Regions from separate parts of the Rattus norvegicus genome. Here region 1 is linked to region 2. Evidence: chromatin contacts called from public Hi-C data. All regions are on one chromosome and are shown on one strand. Each heading gives the region's core, a stretch centred on a gene start, on an enhancer-like site or on the middle of the called end of the contact. The rest is flanking DNA. Distances are from core to core; before and after follow the strand shown. Region 1 holds the start of Rnf26 (ring finger protein 26). Region 2 has its middle 55 kb from the start of Thy1.

What was found. A called contact is a pair of places that touch in the nucleus more often than the background predicts.
Region 1: a Hi-C map of the A7r5 cell line shows a contact between it and region 2, with 8 times the contacts expected there. The contact joins the promoter of Rnf26 here to the enhancer-like site in region 2. A contact is called at or near these places in 9 of 12 Hi-C or Micro-C datasets (the A7r5 cell line, the Rat2 cell line, Schwann cells and 4 more) and 1 of 1 datasets of contacts at active chromatin or transcription factors (oligodendrocytes).

What each region holds. Positions count from the first base shown.
Region 1 is chr8:53,351,012-53,356,543 of GRCr8, forward strand. It overlaps Rnf26 (ring finger protein 26), which reads right to left and starts at 2,575. Exons shown (of 1, transcript NM_001113748.1): 1 at 377-2,575. The coding sequence starts at 2,575. The coding sequence ends at 1,301.
Region 2 is chr8:53,229,314-53,234,051 of GRCr8, forward strand. No RefSeq gene overlaps it. Among named protein-coding and RNA genes, the nearest start is that of Thy1, 55 kb to the right of the region's middle. Within about 2 kb of position 2,283, at least 12 of the 93 cell types and tissues checked have an H3K27ac peak or open chromatin away from gene starts, as enhancers often do. A contact at or near this core is called in the A7r5 cell line, where this site is marked.

The DNA of each region.
Region 1 (5,532 bases), core at 1,325-3,824, 120 kb after region 2:
AAAAACAAACAAAAACCAGACAAGTACCAGCCCCTCCAGGAACTGGAGGACACAGACTGGCCTCCAGGCAGCAGACTCCACTATGTCCCCTGGAAAGATCAGCACAGTAGGAACAAAGGAAGAACAGGACAAGTTCACATTCTGCTCAAAGGGACTTAATGTGGTACGTACGGTACAGAGAAGGTGATTCAGAACCACGGAGTGCAGGGCACATCAGAAGGGTAAGCATTAAGCAGCCATGCTTGCTTTGCTCTCGCCTGTCACACTCTCCCCTCATCCCCACCCCTAGAGCTCAAAATCCAGATGCTCACTTCTTACTCCAGCCAGTGTCAAAGACCAGCTGACCACCTGCCGGCACTTGCAAGGACCACACTTAGAGCTGTCAACAGAACTTTATTCATAGAAACTGGGCGTTCCGACTTACTGGAGCTATGACCCCTGAGGCCTAGCCCCTTGTTCGGACCCTAGTGAAAAGTGCAGAATGCCCTCTCCACTGTTGGAGAGAGCCCTGGAGGAATGCTATGTTCTATGCCAAGTAGGGAATGAGTAGACATCTGGTTGTTCTTTCTGAGGCTCCCCATAGAGCTGGGGTGCCTGAGGGTAAATGGTCCCAAAGCCAGGTGTAGCTGCACCCCTGTACCCAGGGATAAACTCTTGACCCCAGGTTCTAGTCAAGTTGGGAGTCTTTAAAAGACAATGACAGGCAGAAGTGGCTCTAAGGACACCTGCGGGTTTCTAGTACCACACCCACCAGGGCAGAGGTTCTGGCTGAACATAAAGGCCCAAGATCATTCCAAACCAAGAATAAACAAAAGAAAGAAAGAGAGAGAGAGAGAGAGAGAGAGAGAGAGAGAGAGAGAGAGAGAAAATCAAGATCACTCCAAGGTCCATGAGTTGCCAAAATCCTCAAATGACACTGATGTGGCGTGGCCTTGGGGGAATAGGACCAAAAACTCCCAACAAAAAAAAGCCAGAAGCAGAGAAAGACAGCCCTAGAGGCAGGCATCTGGGTGGGCAGGTGCAGAAGAGCCCACCACAGAGTCTCAGGGCCCTTGCATAGTGACATACTCACCACCCTCAGCATCTCAGGGCCCCACACAGCATTTAGAGAAAGTGTTACTCTGTCCCACCCAGACTGGAGTCTTCCGGAGTATTCCAGCTACAGGTCCTGGATATATGGCTTGAGGCTTGGCAGAGACACCTTCAGGGCAAAGAGGACTCAGGCCAGAACCCGGAGGCAAAATGTTGATGCTGTCCTGGTGTGTGGAGCACAAAGGACGGGCAGGCAGGGAGGGAGTCTTCAGAGGTAGACATTGAGGGTCTGCAGGATGCTGCGGCGGCAGAGCGGGCAGTTGCGGTGGTAAACGGGGTGGCGCATGAGGATCTCGGTGCAAGCCTGGCACAGGCACAGGTGCCGGCAGGGCAGAAGCAGCACCGTCTTGCTTTGGTCCTGGCAAATGACACACTTCTTCCGCTCTTCTTGCTCCTTCAGCAACTTCCATGGGTCTTGACCAGCTGTAGGTTCCTCCTCATTGAGTCTCTCCCGGCCTCTAGCAGCTGCTGTTCTGATGACCTCCTCATCTGCTTCAGGTAGAGGATCCTGGGGCTGGATCCTGGCTGAGAACACCCTCCTGGGGCCACCTTGGGGGGCTCCCGGTGCTCCTCCCCGATTTGGCCAGCTGGCCAGCTGTAGGCTTCGGCTCCAGACTCTGCGCCAAGCCTCTAGACCTAGTGGAAGGCGAGACAGCCGTACAACATCCTCTCGAAGCCGGTGGTAGGATGGGCGGGCGTGAAGCTGATTGAGAGCTCGGGTGGCCAACCTCAGGGTTTGTTCTGGGTGCAACGCAATCAGAATCACCACCAGCACACAAGCCAGCAACACCAAACCGGTGAGGTGGAAAAGCACACAGCTGGCCAGGACGCGGACGGCCGAGGCCAACAGCTCCAGGACTAGTTGGCAAGGGGTCCACAGGAGAATGGCCATGGCCACAGCGCTGCTGGAAATGTGAGCAAGGAAACCAGCCACCACGTCTGTCATCCTCCAAAGAGGCCCTGTCACGGCATCCCACAGGGCCAGCACCAGGGAGAAGAAGTTCTGAGTGCCAATGAGGCAAATATTGACCAGACTATTGACCACATAGGCCACCAAGCTCATGGCAATGGCACAGATGTCACAGGCCTGGCGTAGCAAACCATGACCGTTAGAGATCATGTTCAGGATACCCCTGTTCAGTAATTCCCGGCTCTTCAGAGCTCCATGAGAAGCCAGGTGCCCCAGCAGCTTTAAGCTCTCCAAGCCCGAGTAGCAGCTGCAGAGAAGAGTACACAAGGCCTGCAATCCCCCGAAGGTAAATCGGACCACTGCTTCAACTAAGGCCACCAAATAGAGCAGGAATCCTCGACCCAAGTGCAGAAGACTCGTCAGTACTGTATGTGGCAGATTGTAGATGAAGGCCAAAAGCCAGGCCAAGGTAGCCAGGAGGGAGGACACGAGCAAGAAGTTGAGATCCAACACCAAGGTCAGCAAGTCCAGCATCAGGCCCACCCCATTCACCACCAGGTAGACAGCCTCCATGATAGGGCTGTGGAGTTCAGGACAAAAAAAGAAAGGCTGGCTCCTCAGAGAAGATGGTGTCAAGGTTGCCAATACTGCGGAGAGTTCGGAGTTAATTTGGAAGGGATGTGAACGTCTAACCAAGGGAGAACCAAGGTCTACAGAAGTGGGTTGGAGAGAAGACTTTTACAAGAGGGAAAGGAATCCCGGTTTGGAAGGCGGGCTGTTCGGGAGCGAAGAAGCAAAACATCTCTAAAATGATAGGGAGCCCGGACTGGAGGAAGTACCTCAGCTTTAGAAGCCTGGAGCGGTATTCAAGGCCGGGCAACGGGTCTGACCGGGAGAAGACCGGGAAGGATAGGACGGGATCGGGAAGGGCCGGGCCGGGGCCGGGTGGGGGCGACGCAGGCTGGGCGCGGGCTCGCGGTCCAGCCACGCAAGTGCCCCTGTCCCCGCCCGGCCCCTGTCCTCCTGCTCGTGGCGACTGGCACCCAAAGGGAAAGCAGGACAGAAAGTCAGCCTCAGCAAACCCCAAGCGCGGTCTCGACTCCACTGGGCGCCGCCATCTTGTGTGCTAAGGGACGGGGCAAGCAGGGGGCGGGACTATAGCCCATGGCCAATCAGTGAGGGGCAATGGCAGAAAAGTCGACAAACCATTGGTGTTTTTGAACAGCGCCCAAAGACATAATTTCCAATGAGAGGAATAGAAATATATTTATAAAGCTCCTCCTCTTTGAGGTGGTGATAGGTCCGTTAGCGTGTCGGTATAATTTCCTCACCCCGCCCCGCCCCGCCCCGCCCCTTAAAGAGCCAGAGCCACAATTTAATGAGACTGTCTTTAAGTGGTATCGCCCCGAAGCCCCAACTCCACCCTGCTCCCGGTCTTGGAGTATGCGTTCTTCGAGGTCTGGGCTGGACTCTGGTTTAGTACCTTCTCCACGTCCCCCTGGGACCTGCTGCCTCATCTCATTCATCATTTTTTTTAAAGATTTATTTATTCATTTATTATATATAAGTACACTGTAGCTGTCTTCAGACACACCAGAAGAGGGCATCGAATCTCTTTACAGATGGTTGTGAGCCACCATGTGGTTGCTGGGAATTGAACTCAGGACCTCTGGAAGAGCAGTCGGGTGCTCTTAACCGCTGAGCCATCTCTCCAGCCCTCATCATTTATTTTTAACACTTATTAAGCATGTACCATGCTTTGGAAATACAACCCTTTTTAAGATTATCATCTGTCTCAAGCTATTCACAAAGAGAAAAAGATTGTTAGGGGGGATCCCTTGTCACTGAGAAAAGGAGCCACAGAATGAAGGCGCTCTGATTTCTACCTTGACCCCATCAGCTTGTAGGCCATCTGTGCCCCATACATCAAGAGACTGGTATTTTCTACTTACCCATCTCTCTCGTGACTATCGTCTCTGTTAGCCTTAATTGTCAAATTGGCACAGCCTAGAATCATGAGAGAAACTTCAGTTTACAGAATTGCTCAGGTGGGTTTGGACCGTAAACTTGTCTGTGAGGGATTCTTTTGTTAATTGATATAGGCGGACCCAGCCAACCATGGGAAGCAACATTCCCTAGGCGAAGGGAGGGGTCCTGGACTGTGTAAGAAGAAAGCTTGCAGAGAGTGAACCAATAATTGTACCCGCTAGCTAGCCTGACAGTAATGTAAACAAACCTTTTCCTCCCCAAGTTGCTTTTGGTCAAAGTGTTTTATCACAGCAACAGAAAGTAAACAGGACACTTATCCTTCCCCTGGTCAGCGCTGTTTGTTTTTTCAATTTCCTGCTTGTTTGGAATTCAAAATCTCTGTTGCCAACTCATAATGTGCATAAGCCCTGTGTTTCCTCCACGAAGGACGTGCCGCTTGCCCCGCATCACCTGAAGTACAGTCCTCAGCAGTACATAAATGAGGCTTTGTGGGGCACTTGGGAGGTACAGACAGAAGGGTCAGCTTCCTAGATATTTAGTCCGTTTAAGAAAAGACAGTTTTGGGGGTTGGGGATTTAGCTCAGTGGTAGAGCGCTTGCCTAGCAAGCGCAAGGCCCTGGGTTCGGTCCCCAACTCCAAAAAAAAAAAGAAAGAAAAAAAAAAGAAAGAAAAGACAGTTTTGCTTACTGTAAACCCTGTCTTTCAAAATATAAGTAAGTAAATAACAGCTATACCTTTAAGGACAGCACCTAGGAGGCAGAGGCAGGCAGATCTGTGAATTGGAGGTTAGTCTGAATCATGTATCAAGTTCCTGGTCTATGTATCAAGTTCCAGGACCATGTATCAAGTTCCAGGACCAACGCTCCATAGAGACTCTGTCTCAAGAAAAGAAAAGAACCAGCGAGATGGCTGAGCAGGTTGTCCGGTCCAGAGTAGCAGAGCTGTTGACAGATACAGGGCTAGGTAAGCAGAAGGGTTGATACCCGGTAAACAACCCTAAAGGTTACTGTTTATTAGAAACGCAGATTTCTCAAAGCAGTTTCTGCTCACCCGGAAGTTCTCTTAACCTTCCCAAAGGTCAACTACCTCTGCCAAGGGCAGCTAGTTCCAGTTCAATCATGACAGCCCAGACCCCCATATCCACCTCACTGTCACGTAAAGTCTGCTTGCTTTTCAGTCATTTTACTCCTGTCCCTGCCTGTCTCCCCATCCCCCAAACACATCTAGAGGTGGGCTTCACAGTCTGGTTTCAAATAAAATCTTTCTTTCCGCCCACGGAGCAATCTAGGTCAGTAGTTTTTCTGTGCCGTTGCTTATACAGGTAAAAGCACTTGCTGTGTGAGAGCCTGGTGACCTGCACCCAATTCCCAGCAGAAGAGAGACGGGCTTCCCCAGATACATGCTGACCTGAGTGCGCACATGTTAGAGACCAGAGGAGGATGTCAGGTGTTTTCATCACTTCCCACCTTATTCTGACTATGTTCTCTGGCCAGTCAGTTCCTGTTGCTGGAGACTCAAACTCCGGTATTCTTACTGCACAC
Region 2 (4,738 bases), core at 1,033-3,532:
AGCCTCTGGCAGGAGGCAGGGTCAGCTCTCCCACTCTCATGCCCTCCAGGCCGGTTCACCCACACCCACACCCACACCCATGCCTCTGGAGTCAGCTCCACTGGGCTGCCCAGTAGCAAGGCAGGGCCCACTCTCCCAGGGGCTGTGGCTGGCAAGGGGCAGGGCCAGCTCACTGCTCTCATCTCCACACTGCCTCAGATGATGAGGGTCTAGAGGGGGCGATGGCTTATATGGCCCTTCTAGGGAAGGGCCACTCCCACTGGTCCGGGCCCTCCTGTAATAGTTAGAAATTAAGGGGGTTGGGGATTTAGCTCAGTGGTAGAGCACTTGCCTAGGAAGCGCAAGGCCCTGGGTTCGATCCCCAGCTCTGAAAAAAAAGAACCAAAAAAAAAAAAAAAAAAAGATATTAAGAAAACGCCTTACAGACATGCCCGCAGACCAATCTAATGGAGGTGGTTCTTCAGGCGAGCGACCCTCTTCCCAGGTGACTCTAATTTGTGTACAGATGACAAAACTGACTAGCTCAGAAGCAACGCTGCTCCTCCCACCCCCAGCCCCCAACCCCCCAATCCCTAACCCCCAGCCCCCAACCCCCCAACTCCCCAGCCCCCAATCCCCCAACCCCCCAACCCCCCAACTCCCCAACCCCCAGCCCCCAACCCCCGGGGCAGTCACAGATAGGAGTTTCAGGAGTACAGGAATTCAGAAACACATATTCATACATAGATACATAGATACATACATCTGTATACATACATATGTCATATACACATGCATATAAACATACGTACCACCATATATTCTGTATGTTCTGTATATGTATATCCACCCATATATACATGTGCACGCCATGCATCTAGCCATCCAACAATGCACATTACCGGATGTCCTGGTCCCTCACACCCTGAGTTGGACACATTGAGATCTCCTCCCCCTCCTTGTCAAAGTGGGAAAGAATCCAGGGGGAGGATGTTTTCCAAAGCTTGTTCCTTGGTAGCGCTGACTAATGGAACTTCCTGTGGTGTTCTGTATCTGTACTGTCCCCTGGGCGCCACCATCTCTAGCCACACATAGACACTGAGCATCTGAAGTGTGGCTATTGGGACAGAAGAACCGAATTTCTCCTCTTAGTACAGTTGTAAGGAACTTACACATAAGCCATATACGATGGGGAAGAACAGCCCTTGGACCAGATGTGAGAGCATCATCCACCCTTGTGTACATGTGCACACACACACACATATATACATATGAATTAATGCATGTGCATGTACATATACACATATATGCATATATTATATATACACATATATATGAAATATATATACACATATGTCCACAGAGAGGGAAGGGTAGGACCAATAGAGACTCCAAGACATTCTCTTAGCAAGTATTTACTGAGGGACAGATCTTGCTAATACAGCATTTGATACACAAATAGGGAAGACAGAGCTATGACCAGGTGACACTAGCCAGGTGTACAGCACTGCCCATCTCAGACACTGTAAATCAGGGAAGGCTTCACAGAAGAGGTGATTTCAAAGGTAAGGCATCAGATAGAAACTGTGAGGAAGGGGTTTGTGCAAAGGTCCTGAGGCTACAGAAGACCCAGTTAGCAATTAAGTAGGTAGGGAACCCAACACAGGCAGCAGGGCTCAACCCCTTCCAGTGGGTAGGTAGCACATGATGGTTCCTCCCCAGAGGAGGAGGGGGACAGGCACAGTGCCACGCAGGCCATATCCAGCTTGCTCATTCCTCTCCCCAGACGCCCGATGTCTCCACCCACCCCATAAACATGATTTGGAAAATATCTTGTCACAGTCCCCAGCTGAGCCAGTTCCTGTGCCCTTGTGCACCCTCTCTGAGGTCACCAAGAGGTGGGAATTGAGCCCTCATCCCTCCAGGAGCTCCTGACTCATTCTGGAGAGGGCAGCTAAGCCTGCATTCTCAAGAACCAGATCCAACCAGAGGAGAACAGGCATGACCTCAGCTTAGGGACACAGACGCAAGAGAGCGGGGCAGGGAGGGCCAGAGACAGCAGGAAAAAATTTGACACCCAGACAGACTGATGGGAAGAGATATTTGACAGACAGCACATACCAGTATGGCAGACAGACATGCCAAGGACAATTATGACACAAACGAAGAATAAGGACATGCCAAGGCAACGAAAGACAGTACTAGGGCATCCAAGGATAGAAAACAGACTGGAGTGCCACCCTGGAAATAGTGGGGTGGACTCTCCTGCAGCGCTGAGCTGTCCCACTCACTGCCTTGCAATGCACAGATGACCACAAGAGGGCGACATTGCTCCAAGAAAGCTCACAAGCCTAGTGGGTCAGGTTTTGGCGAGTAGACATCGACTCGCTGAAGTCTGTTGGAGGCTAAGGACCAAGAACATCCACACTCTAAGCTGAAGAGTGTCTTTCCTTGCCCCAGGATGTCCTCAAACAAGCTCCTTGCATCCACATTTCCCGCCCCCAGCCTTGCTCACGATTACCGTCTGAGCACTAAGGCAGAAGATGGAGGTATTGGGCATGGCCCCTGCCTTTGCCTAAAAGCATGCCCCACACAGATCCAGAATCTCAGCTGACCCCATGTTCAGCTGCAGTCGACAGGGCTAAAAACAGTGCCACCCAGGGCTGCATTCACAGAACCAAGTGGCTGCAGGATGCAGGCAGTAATGTGGTCACATCTTTGAAATGGGCTGTTAATAAACCTTGTAGAAGCAGAAGGAAGAGCCCCCATGGAACTGGCCTTGTTACAGCAGTGACACAGCAATACTGTTAAACACACTTTGTTGTCTCCAAGTGAGGCATTGTTTGCAAACGTACCCATTTTGCAGATGGAAAAACTTGGACAGACTCCCTCCCATGAGTCTTCTCTTCCCCCTGAGCCACAGCCATGCCCACAGCCTGGCCTTAATTCCCAAATGGCCTTGAGCGTCCTCCTGGCCCTTAGCCAGTCCTTCTGCTGGTTCTGTTCCCTGAGTCCTAGGGATGTAACCAGGATTTTGCACATCTAGGTAATTGTCCTACCACTGAGGTATAGCCCTGTGGTGGCCATTCTTTGTTGTCAACTTGACTACATCTGGGATTAACTAAAGCCCGTGTGGCTGGGTACATCTGTGAGGGATTTTTCTTGATTGAATCATTAGAATCATTTGAGTTCGGAAGGCCCACCCTAAATCCAGATCATTTGAGGTCAGAAAATCCACTCTAAATCTGGGCCACACCTCCCGCTGGCAGCCTATATAAAAGACACAGGAAAAAGGAAGCTTTTGCTCTTTGCCTGTCTGTTCAGACCCTCACTGGCAAGTATGTCTTCCTTCACTGGTGTTAGAGTTCTTGGATTTCTGTTGGTCTGTAGCCATGGTTAGACTAGCTGGACCACAGCCTGTAAGGCCTGCTAATAAATTCCATATATGGGGGAGAGAGAGAGACAGACAGACAGAGACAGAGACAGAGACAGAGACAGAGAGATACAGACAGACAGAGAGACAGACAGAGAGAGACAGACAGAAACAGAGAGAGACAGAGACACAGAGACAGAGAGACAGACAGACAGAGAGAGAGGGAGAGAAGAGAGAGAGAGAGAGAGAGAGAGACCTTCTGTTCCTCTAGAGAACCCTGACTACTGCAGTCCCCAAACCTCTGCTAAGTTCAATGGCTTCAGGCACCTAAAGTTCGAGGCACCCAAGGTGATTTTGATCTTGTCACTAATATGTGTGTAGTGTGTGGCCATGGCATGACCCAGTGGCCTTCAACCAGACACCTCATCCTGTCCCCTCTGTCTCCCTGATTCTAGCCTTCCATCCCTGCCCTGAAGTCCATACCTCAGCCCAGGACCACAGTGCCCTCATCTGTCCTCTCCTCTGTGCAAACGCCAAGCTGCTCCCGGTTGCTACCGAGAGCCTGGGGACACTGCAGCTAGAGTGGCATGACCAAAGATCCTTTCTAAAGGGACACTCTTGCTCCTTCTTTGGCCATCTGACTAATGAAACAATGGTCCCCAATCAGTTAGAATTTCGACCCAGAAGCTGTGCTAGAAGAAGGTAAAGACTGGGGCCCTGGGGCTAGCCAGAGGAGGATCCTGCCTCTTAGAGATGTCCATGCTGAGACAAAGAGTTCATGATGGGCAGGACCACACCTTGGCCAGGACTGAAAGTTTAGTTTCATGTCAGGATCCCAAGATGAACTCCAGGGTTAGACATCAGTCATATTGGTAGGGGCCGTCCATCTGTCCTCAGTTTGCCTTGATTTCCCTTTCAAAGCCCAACCTCCAAGTACAGCCAAGTGCTGGTTGGTATAGCAGGGGCTGGTAGAGCATTTGTGGAGAGAACACAATGCAGTTCATTAAGGACCCCAGGCAGGCACTGCCATTACCATTGCTCAGCCTTGGGGAAGCAGGGAAACTTCACCCAATGTGTTCAAAGCGCATGCTTTCCTAGCCACACAAAGCCAGCACACCACAGCTGTGACCATCTAAGGCCACCCTGACTACTGCTGCCACCAAGGAAGTAAGCGGAATGGAAGCCATTTCTCCGGACCACTGGCCCAAGGGGAAGCATCACAGTCCCCCGCCCCCCACCCCGCCCACTGGCTCTGCACCCCATCCAATCCTGCCATCCAGCAGGAGTGTGTCCTATGCCCCTGATGGGGAGATGTGCCTGAGCATGGCCTTGGCTTCCTTGTAACTTACTCACTGTACCAAAGACAGATTTGGGGGGAAGGGGAAT